Linked DNA regions of Zea mays: regions 1 and 3 are each linked to region 2. The links are chromatin contacts, called in public Hi-C maps. All regions are on one chromosome and are shown on one strand. Each heading gives the region's core, a stretch centred on a gene start, on an enhancer-like site or on the middle of the called end of the contact. The rest is flanking DNA. Distances are from core to core; before and after follow the strand shown.

What was found. A called contact is a pair of places that touch in the nucleus more often than the background predicts.
Region 1: a Hi-C map of endosperm shows a contact between it and region 2, with 2.8 times the contacts expected there. The contact joins the promoter of LOC100277069 here to the promoter of LOC100217215 in region 2. A contact is called at or near these places in 3 of 25 Hi-C or Micro-C datasets (ear, endosperm and leaf).
Region 3: a contact with region 2 is called in a Hi-C map of leaf, with 6 times the contacts expected there. The contact joins the promoter of LOC103626973 here to the promoter of LOC100217215 in region 2. A contact is called at or near these places in 7 of 25 Hi-C or Micro-C datasets (bundle sheath, ear, leaf and 2 more).

The regions. Positions count from the first base shown.
Region 1 is chr5:142,859,879-142,862,879 of Zm-B73-REFERENCE-NAM-5.0, forward strand. LOC100277069 reads left to right here and starts at 1,390. Exons shown (of 7, transcript NM_001150736.1): 1 at 1,390-1,855; 2 at 1,965-2,105; 3 at 2,192-2,587; 4 at 2,671-2,802; 5 at 2,894-2,998. The coding sequence starts at 1,451.
Region 2 is chr5:143,084,951-143,087,925 of Zm-B73-REFERENCE-NAM-5.0, forward strand. LOC100217215 (Pre-mRNA-splicing factor 3) reads left to right here and starts at 1,576. Exons shown (of 6, transcript NM_001359704.1): 1 at 1,576-2,337. The coding sequence starts at 1,681.
Region 3 is chr5:143,259,853-143,262,740 of Zm-B73-REFERENCE-NAM-5.0, forward strand. LOC103626973 reads left to right here and starts at 1,509. Exons shown (of 1, transcript XM_020537726.2): 1 at 1,509-2,587. The coding sequence starts at 1,607. The coding sequence ends at 2,314.

The DNA.
Region 1 (3,001 bases), core at 140-2,639, 230 kb before region 2:
TCTCGGGTTGTTCTGGACACCGCATCCGACGACGACGCCATCACGTCGTCTAGCTCATCGTCCACCTGAAGCCCAACCTACCACATAAGTCGCTACTGACCGGACATGAATTCTTGTGCGCTGGGACGATGGACGTTGTTGACGTTGTGTGAGTGTCCTCGAACATGATGTATGTAGTGGAGTAGCGCATCTGGTGGTGCAATGGCCAGGGGTACTACCTCGCTGATGAGCCCGGGGTACACTTCGTTTGGCAGCCCAACCAAGAGTCATCGGTACTCGTCATGTCGCGCGCGTTCGACGACTACTATATCGAGGATTGTGGCATCATCTTAGCGTTGGAGGTGACACAGAGGAGGATCGACAACAGTGACCAGTTCGTCATCCTCGCCACCGTCATGGTAGCTTTTGTGCCGATCTGCCTTTAATTCTCTTCGCAAACACACACATTTACCTTTTTGTTTAAGCAAGAGCGTATGATGGTGCGTGTCTGGTGACTAACGATGTACGAGAAAATTTCTTCTAGCATACGTGGAACGTGCTCTCCAATGATGAGACCATACAAATCGTGGCATATATCGAAGTCTGCATGATACTGATGGTTGCAATGTAGTGGTGAAACAACTAGATTAAAATAACAAAATTTATGTATGACTAGGATCACAAATTGATTATGAAACATTCTCTCATAACAATATAACACACATTTTATATATAAGTTATCGTAGTATACTGGTATTATATATTACCGTTGCAACGCACGGGCACTCAGCTAGTATATGTGATATATGATGTATCTCTAAATATTTGTACCTATATAATTTTTACTTTTTGAAATTATGAACTTGTTGTACGTGTTGTCTTAAGTATAAGTTTGATATTCGGTTTTTAACGAAAAACCAAAGTAAAAAACCAAAACTGAGCTTCTCGGTTTTTTATTTTCTAGAAAACCGATCATTAATTTTCTAATATGTTGAAAACCGAAGTTTTTTAAAACCGAAAAACCGAACTGAAGTTTAAAAAACCCGAATGCAGAGCCCTAAATGGATCGTCGCGAGGAAATTCATCCACCATCCATTTCAATAAACCAAACGGATAAAAGATGAGCTCTGCCCATTCACATCGCAACAGTAGGAAATTCATTCAAACAGGAAATATACAGCTATGGTTGACGAAAGCCAGTTCAGTCATGCACCTTACCTTAGTGGCAGTTTCCCTCCGCCTCTGGCCTCACATGCCAGTGAACTGTCGGCTAGCCGTTGCACGCGCCCCCACGCGGCGACATCACCTCCCGTTCAAACTTTGAAAATTCTGACCGTTACACGCTCCTGCTCCCGTCTGCTCGTATCGTACATAAAAATGTCAAACCAATCGCACCAGATCACCGAAAACACACCATCTCCACCTCGCCGCCGCCGCTCGGATTTCCCTCTACCTCACCCTGTCCGGCTCCATGGCGACCGCCGCGGTGGAGAGCAAGAGGGGCAGCGCCCGGGGCCGCAAGGCGCTCGTGGCCGTGCTCGACAACGAGGCTAACATCTCCGCCGGGAAGGCCGCCCAGGCCGCCGATCTCTCGTCCTGCTCAGCGCAGAAGAAGGCGAAGCGGGCGCCGTCAAGGAGCAGCAAGGCCAAGGCCGCCGCGGCGTCGGCGGCCGTGGTCGTGGACGACATAGCCGAGCTGCAGGGGATGCTAGAGCGCCTGCGGCTGGAGAAGGAGAAGGCGGAGGAGATGGTTAGGGAGCGGGATGAGGTCATCCGGAAGAAGGAGGAGGAGATCGAGACCAGAGACAAGGAGCAGGAGCGTCTCCAGGCCGAGCTCAGGAAGGCGCAACGCGCCAAGGAGTTCAAGCCTACCGTGGTACGTTCAGATCCAGATTCCTTGGCTTCGGTTCAGGACCTCATCGCGGGTCATCTGCGTCCTAATTTGTCTGATCGATTGATGATCTGATCTGATTTTTTTTCTGCAGAGCTTCCCCCTCGTCAAGTCGTTGCTGGAGAAAGAGCAAGAAGCAGACGACAAGGGAAAGAAGAAGAAGGGGAAGGGCGGCCACGAGAGGAAGAAGCCGTGCCCGGCGTACGTGCTCTGGCTCAAGGACCAGTGGACCGAGGTGAGCTCCCAAATCCGCCCGATGCATCATCTCCCTTGTTGGCCCACCAGGTGTTTGACGAATTGTGCTGCCCATGTCGATTCCAGGTCAAGAAGGAGAACCCTGAGGCCGACTTCAAGGAGGTGTCCAACACGCTGGGCGCCAAGTGGAAGGCTCTGGGCGCCGAGGAGAAGCAGCCCTATGAGGATCGATACCGCCAGGAGAAGGAGGCCTACCTGCAGGTGGTTGGCCAGGAGAAGCGCGAGGCCGAGGCGATGAAGCTTCTCGAGGAGCAGCAGATGCAGTGGACCGCCAAGGAGCTGCTGGATCAGTACCTCAAGTTCAGGCAGGAGGCCGAGGAGGGTGACTGCAAGAAGGGGAGGAAGAAGAAGAGCAAGAAGGATAAGGACCCCTCCAAGCCCAAGCAGCCCATGTCGGCCTACTTCGTGTACTCGCAGGAGAGGCGTGCCACGCTGGTCGCGGAGAAGAAGAATGTACCTGAGGTGAATGGCTTGCTTAGTTATAATTTCTGTTGTGTCGATGCGTACCCATTTGTTCTGATGTGACATTGTGTACGTTCCCACAGATTGGCAAGATCACCGGGGAAGAATGGAAGAACATGACAGAAGGTCAGAGGGCTCCCTATGAGGAGGTCGCGAGGAAGCAGAAGGAAGAGTACCACAAGCAGATGGAGGTGTACAAGCAGAAGAAGGCTGAGGTGTGAAAACTGTACAGAATGTGCTTCTACCATTTGTTTTTTTGCGCAATGAAAGATAAATGACTAACGTGGAGCTTGTAATTTGTATCAGGAAGCTGCTAGTCTTGAGAAGGAAGAGCAGGAGCATAAGAAAATCATGAAGCATGAGGCTCTCCAGCTGCTCAAGAAGAAGGAGAAGGCAGATAATATCATCAAGGTA
Region 2 (2,975 bases), core at 326-2,825:
ATAAAGAAGCTCACGCACGCAAGCAGCTATTAATATGGTTATGGAGCTACTTTCAACCTTCCAAGGATACCAACCCAAAATCAAAACAAACAGAGATCTCTTGAATTGCATGCAACTAGACGACAAGCCATGATTTGATTATCCGAAAAGGTTCATCAAGCTTAAAGCACAAGTGACCAAATTCCAAAAAGCAACTATTATGCAATAGTAATCTAGGGCTTATACATAGACTAATGTGCATTGCATTCCATTAGATTACCTCTAGAATATGCAAGCAATGTATTTGAAGTAACGAACAAATATGCCAAGTTGGATGTGGATTACCGAAGGTGCAAGACAATACATAATTCAAATATGTAAGCAGAGAAACTACATAGGCAAACACATTCCCATGGTACAATTTGATGAGACTCATAGTGAGAGTGATAGTGAGGGTGAAGAGGAGACCTCTACTAAGGAACACATTAAGCTATCATAAGAGACTCATTTGTTCTTGAACAAGAAGAGAGAATAATACAAAGAATTGTGCAAGAAGCACAAAGCTTTTGAGCAATCCTTTGAAACTTATGAGAAGTTGAAAGAAGCTCATGCCCCTCTTCTTGAAATAGTAAGTATAGGTGTTACAAGTAATATTCTTGATGATACTATTTATACACAAACCTGTACTGCTCCTACTAATACTCCTTGTAGAAATACAAATAGTTTCACTAATAATATCTCACTCGTGGTTATAAGGCATGCTTGCTAAAGTGCTTGCATAGACAAAAGTTTTATCTCAACAAAGAGGGGGTTAGGCTACACCCTTAAGGTTGTCAAGACGATCTTCGTAACTCACAAAACTAGTTTTATGAAAGGGAATGATCATTTTGCTTAAAATACAAGTAAGTTGGATATTTGGAGCAAAATTTCAAGAACAAGAACAAAACCACATCTTCTATTAAATTTGATTCCTATTATTTACTTACAAAGGGGTGTTAGGGTATGGACACTAAATTCATCGGTGCACCTATTGTTGCCCTAAAGAAGAAGACAATTTGGGTACTCAAAAGTCTTGCAACTAATAACATTGGAGGACCCAATTAAGTTTGGTTACCTCAAAATTGATTTTATTTATAGATAAATTACAAGAAGGAAGAAGACATCGATTGATTGGCAATGTTTAGTTCAATTGATTCAAGCGAAAATAATAAATATAAGAGTATAACATTATCTGATAATGGTAAAGGCCCTCCTAAATTTTAGAAACTAAACTTGAGTTCCTATAAATCCTATTTGAAAGATCTATTTTAGTTATTCTGTTTGTTATTTTAGGGAATTTTAGTGACTAAATTTTAGAAGGCGAGAACCAAACACCCCTAAAGTATGGGTAAAATAACAATAATCAGATTGTACAACTGTTTTGTAGAAAAATCTAGCGAAAATAGTCAGAATTTCGTATGGGAGCGCAAACTCGATGCTTGCCTCGTAGAGTGGTCCCAAACATTCCTCCACCGACACCAGCCCACTACATACCGGTAGGCCCGATCTGGTTTATACGAACGTAACACCGAGGAACTACGATCCCCAACGGCCCAATTCAACCCGCCCCACGCGACGCCGACCGCAGATCCTTCATCTCTTTCCTCCCTCGTAGGCGAACCCGACTCAAACCCTAGCCCCCTCTCCTTGCCATCCCCGCCCATGGATCGCGATCGCTCCTCACGGCGCACTCGCAACGACGACGGGCACCACCGATCCCGCGGCCGGGACGACGACCGGCACCGCCGCCGTAGTCGCCACGACACCGAGGATCACCAGCACGACGGTGGAGACGAGGACCGTCGCCACCGCCGCCACCGCGACAAGGACGGTGGCAGAGGCGGCGAGGATGACCGCCGGCACCGTGACCATCACGATAAGGACGACAGCCGTTGCCACCGCTACCGTGACGGCGGTGACGACGATCGCCGCCGCGGGAACCGACGTTCCGTTTCCCCGTCCGAGTCCCCGCCACCCTCGGCGAAGCGGGACCGCTCGTCTAGCCGCCCCCGGGAGCTTGTCGAGCGCCGCGACTCCACCGACCGCGAGCCGCGGTCGCCGTCGCGGAAGAGAAAGGGGCACGAGGGCGGTGGCGACGGGGACGAGCCCGGCCGCGAAGGGGGCAAGCGGGCCAGGGCCTCCGTAGACCCGCCTCCACCCAAGGAGGAGAGGCCTAGGCGGGAGCGCCGGAGGTTTGAGGATGTCGGTGCGAATGGGAAGAATGGTGATGTGAGTAAGTCGAGTAAGGAAATCTCATCTCATGGGCAGAAGGGGGAGTTATCAATTAACGGAGATTCACAGAACGGCAATGGGCCTAATGTAAGTGTTATTACAGTTTCTGAGGTCCGTTTGTTTTGTTCTCATTGATTACTGAAGCTTGGGCAAGTAGAATGCTTATGATTGCTAGTATAACCTTTTTGTCAAGTGAGCGATGGTTGTACACTTGTACACTACTAGGTTCTGGGTTATGGAAACCTGGAGAAATGGAATGGGTAGATTGCTGTACTTTTTTAGTTCCTGGCATATCAGTTCATCATCTATCATCTGTCTTGAAAATGTTGAAGAGCTTAAAGTCTTTCTGCAGAATCTGTGTTTTAAGGTTCAGTTCTGCCCAAGAAGTTTATGCCATCTAAATTGAGTGGTATTGCTTGAATGTCTCCTTGTGAAAATATCTTAGGAGATTAACAGTTACTGTTGCTTGATTTGAGTGGCTAATGTTATTACAATGCCAACTTTTGCCCTAGATTCAGTAAGAATAAGGCAGCTATGACAATGATCCTAAGTCATAGTTATGACTGTTTTGTGCTGTCATATGTCTACAATATGCTTTGTTTGGCGCCTGTAAGTTGTAAGCATGCTGTTATTATGCAGCTTTTCGTGTTATTATAAATACATTCTTACAAGCTACTCTTCAGTCAAGACTAATGCAGTCCCTTATTGGTTTATGTTTGCCCAGT
Region 3 (2,888 bases), core at 259-2,758, 170 kb after region 2:
GTCGTAGTCGAAGGTACTGATGTAAGTACTTGTAGACAAAAGAACAATAATGAAAGAGAGGGCTTGACCGCCACACCTTCGTATCCAATCTCGTTATCTTCCCCTCTATACATTATTCATGAATAAAAAACCTTCGTCACTTCATCTTATCCCTCGGTAGGAAGATAAATAGTGTTGTCCTGTTTTTTTTTCAGGAACTAAAATAGATGACCAACAAAGATCTCTTCCCATATCGCTTCAAATACAAGGTACAGTCTACACTAAAATTAAAAAAACAACTTAGAGATTCTGCGGTTGGCTTCTCTTGTTCTCAAACAAGCAAAGTTGGTTCGCCATCAACGACCTGACAGATCTTTCCAAGCCAGCGAATGTGGGGGAGAAAATGCAGTCGTTCAGTCGGCCAGTGGCTCTGGCACACAAACCTGTCGAGGCTAGGGGGCGGCCGGTAAAGGCCAAGAGATAAAACCGAGCCTTTCGTCAACACTGAGGGCTAGTTTGGAAACCCTAATTTTATATTAAATTTTTATTTTCTCAAAAAAAAATAATTCATTTTCTCTTGGAAAAATAGAAATCTTTTAGAAAATTAGGATTTCTAAACTAGTCCTGAGAGTCAGACTAACCGCAGTGGTTGACAGGGGCGCCCCTGCGCGCGCAGCACGGTACCCTGCAAACTGTTTGGTTCGGCTTTTCCGAGAATCTAGCTGTGGAGAGAATCCGACTATGTAGAGAATTTGAGTATCATTAAGATTACGTACGGAGGAAGATAAAGTTGTCCATGGGGCTCAGGATCTATAAAGTGATGGATTACTACTATTGCGACGACTCAACCGATTATATGTTTATGTTGATTTTAATGGTTTTTATCCAAACGAATTTTATAGAAGCTAGCTGAAAAGCTGAGTGTTTGGCAGTTCGCATTAGCTTTTGGTGGCTAGAAGCTGCGAAAAGCCGAAACAAACAGGGGCAAAGCCCCCGAGGCGTCGGAAGTGAACAGAAACACGTTGCTGCCAGCGAGTCCGCCGCCCCTTTCACCGTTTATTTGTGCGGTGGTTTTTTAATTTGTGAAGAAAAAAATGGTAATAAATGATGAATAGGGTTGGATAATGATATTTTATAATTGTATTGAGATATAGTGGAAGAATATAGAAAAGACTTCTGCGGGAAATAAAAAAGTATAAGATAAAATGTGATGATGTAACGCGAAAATTTGATATTGTGAGAGAAATTTAGAGGAACCGCTACGGACAGTCTAAACCGTGGTGCCTCTACATAGCAATAGCAATACATCGTCGCACAACTTCCGGTGGTGGGCTGGTGTTGCCGTGTTGGACACGTGCCTGTACTTTGAAAATTGGAGATCAAAACTGGTGCACGTGGATCGTGCACGTTCGGTTCCTGGGACACGGACTGGAAGGCAAAGTGGGGACCACCGCACCGCCGGCATGTCCTGTCCGCCGGGCAGGCATAGTGGCATACAGCCTCTGCCTGCAGGCTGCATCTTGTATAAATAATAGATGGCCGTCTCTGGGAAACAAGCTATCCGATTCCTATAAACTTCACACTGAGCAGCAGGTGAGCAGAACGAACGGGGGAACAGCGCGAACGAATGGCAGGCACCGGCCCTATTCCGGGGGTCATCGTCCTGGCTCTCGGCGCCGGGGCGCTGGGATTCCCCGACGCGCTGCGCCAGCTGCTCGACGCCGTCGCGGGGCGGCCGCGAAGCCCACTCCTCGACATCGCCGCCTGCGTGCTCGCCATGGCCGTGGCCACGGCCTACGCTCTCGGCACCATGCTGCTGGCGCGTTTCGTCCGCAAGGCGCCCGGCGGACTCGGAGCCGCCGCGGGCGTGGGCGGTGACGCGCCGCGCGCGGACCTCTTCGCCCTGCTGACTCTCGTCGTGTCCCTCGGCGCTGCCCTGCTCGTCTCCGCGTGCCTCTTCCTGACCGCGCCCGGCGCCGGCGGCCTGCTCTACCGTACTGTCGACGTCCTCGCCGGGAAAAGCGGTGTGGTATCGGCCCTTGTCGCCGTCGCCGCCGCCGCCGCCATCCCCTTCGTCAGGCGTGTGCTCTGCGCCGCCCCTGCTTCGACCCGGATCCTGGGCTTCGCGGTCGTGGGGCTGTTTGTCCTCGCCGCCTTCGTCCTCCTTCCCACGCTCGGTGGCGGCCTCTACAAACACCGCGTCAGCGTGTCCGTCGGCGTCATGGTCATGGCTCTCGCCCGCCGCTTCGGCAAGCTGGCGCGGGCGGCGTCGCTGGCCATCGTCATCGTCTCCTTCGCCCTCATCGGCCTCCTCACAACCGCGTGTGCCAAGTGATGATGCTCTGCTTCATGTCGTGTCCTGCTGTCTAGTCCGCCGTCGCCGATACGTGGCCGCGGGGAGCTGCATTTGCGTGTGGCCGCTGCCGTTCGTTACCAGACACCACTGCATTAGTTAGAAGGTTCTATTATTCGGATACTATTTATTCATGCCCAAATACCATCACTATTACGCTACTATTGTCAAGGTATTTCTGCAGTTTATCGGCTTGCCGTAGGTAAGATTCCAGAAATGGGGAAAAAAATGAAGAAAAAAAAAGACTTGCACGCGCGGGATTTGTCGGCCGTGGATCTTTCCAAGCCTCCATTTTTCCTTGCTTGCTTATCCGACCAAGCGTCACGGCTGAGGGAAAAGAAGTCGTCAGCCAGTGGCGGCTGTGGACCTGTCTCCCACGCAAACGTGCCCAGGCCGGCCGGTCAGGGACAGGATGTCCGAATCGAACCTTTCGCCACCTGCTACCCCGGTGTTTGGTTAGTTTGTGACGTATCAAATGTTTAGAGTTAATTCCCTCTATGCCACTAAAAATTATACTGATACTTTACGTGTCATTAGAAATTATAGCATTCCTTCT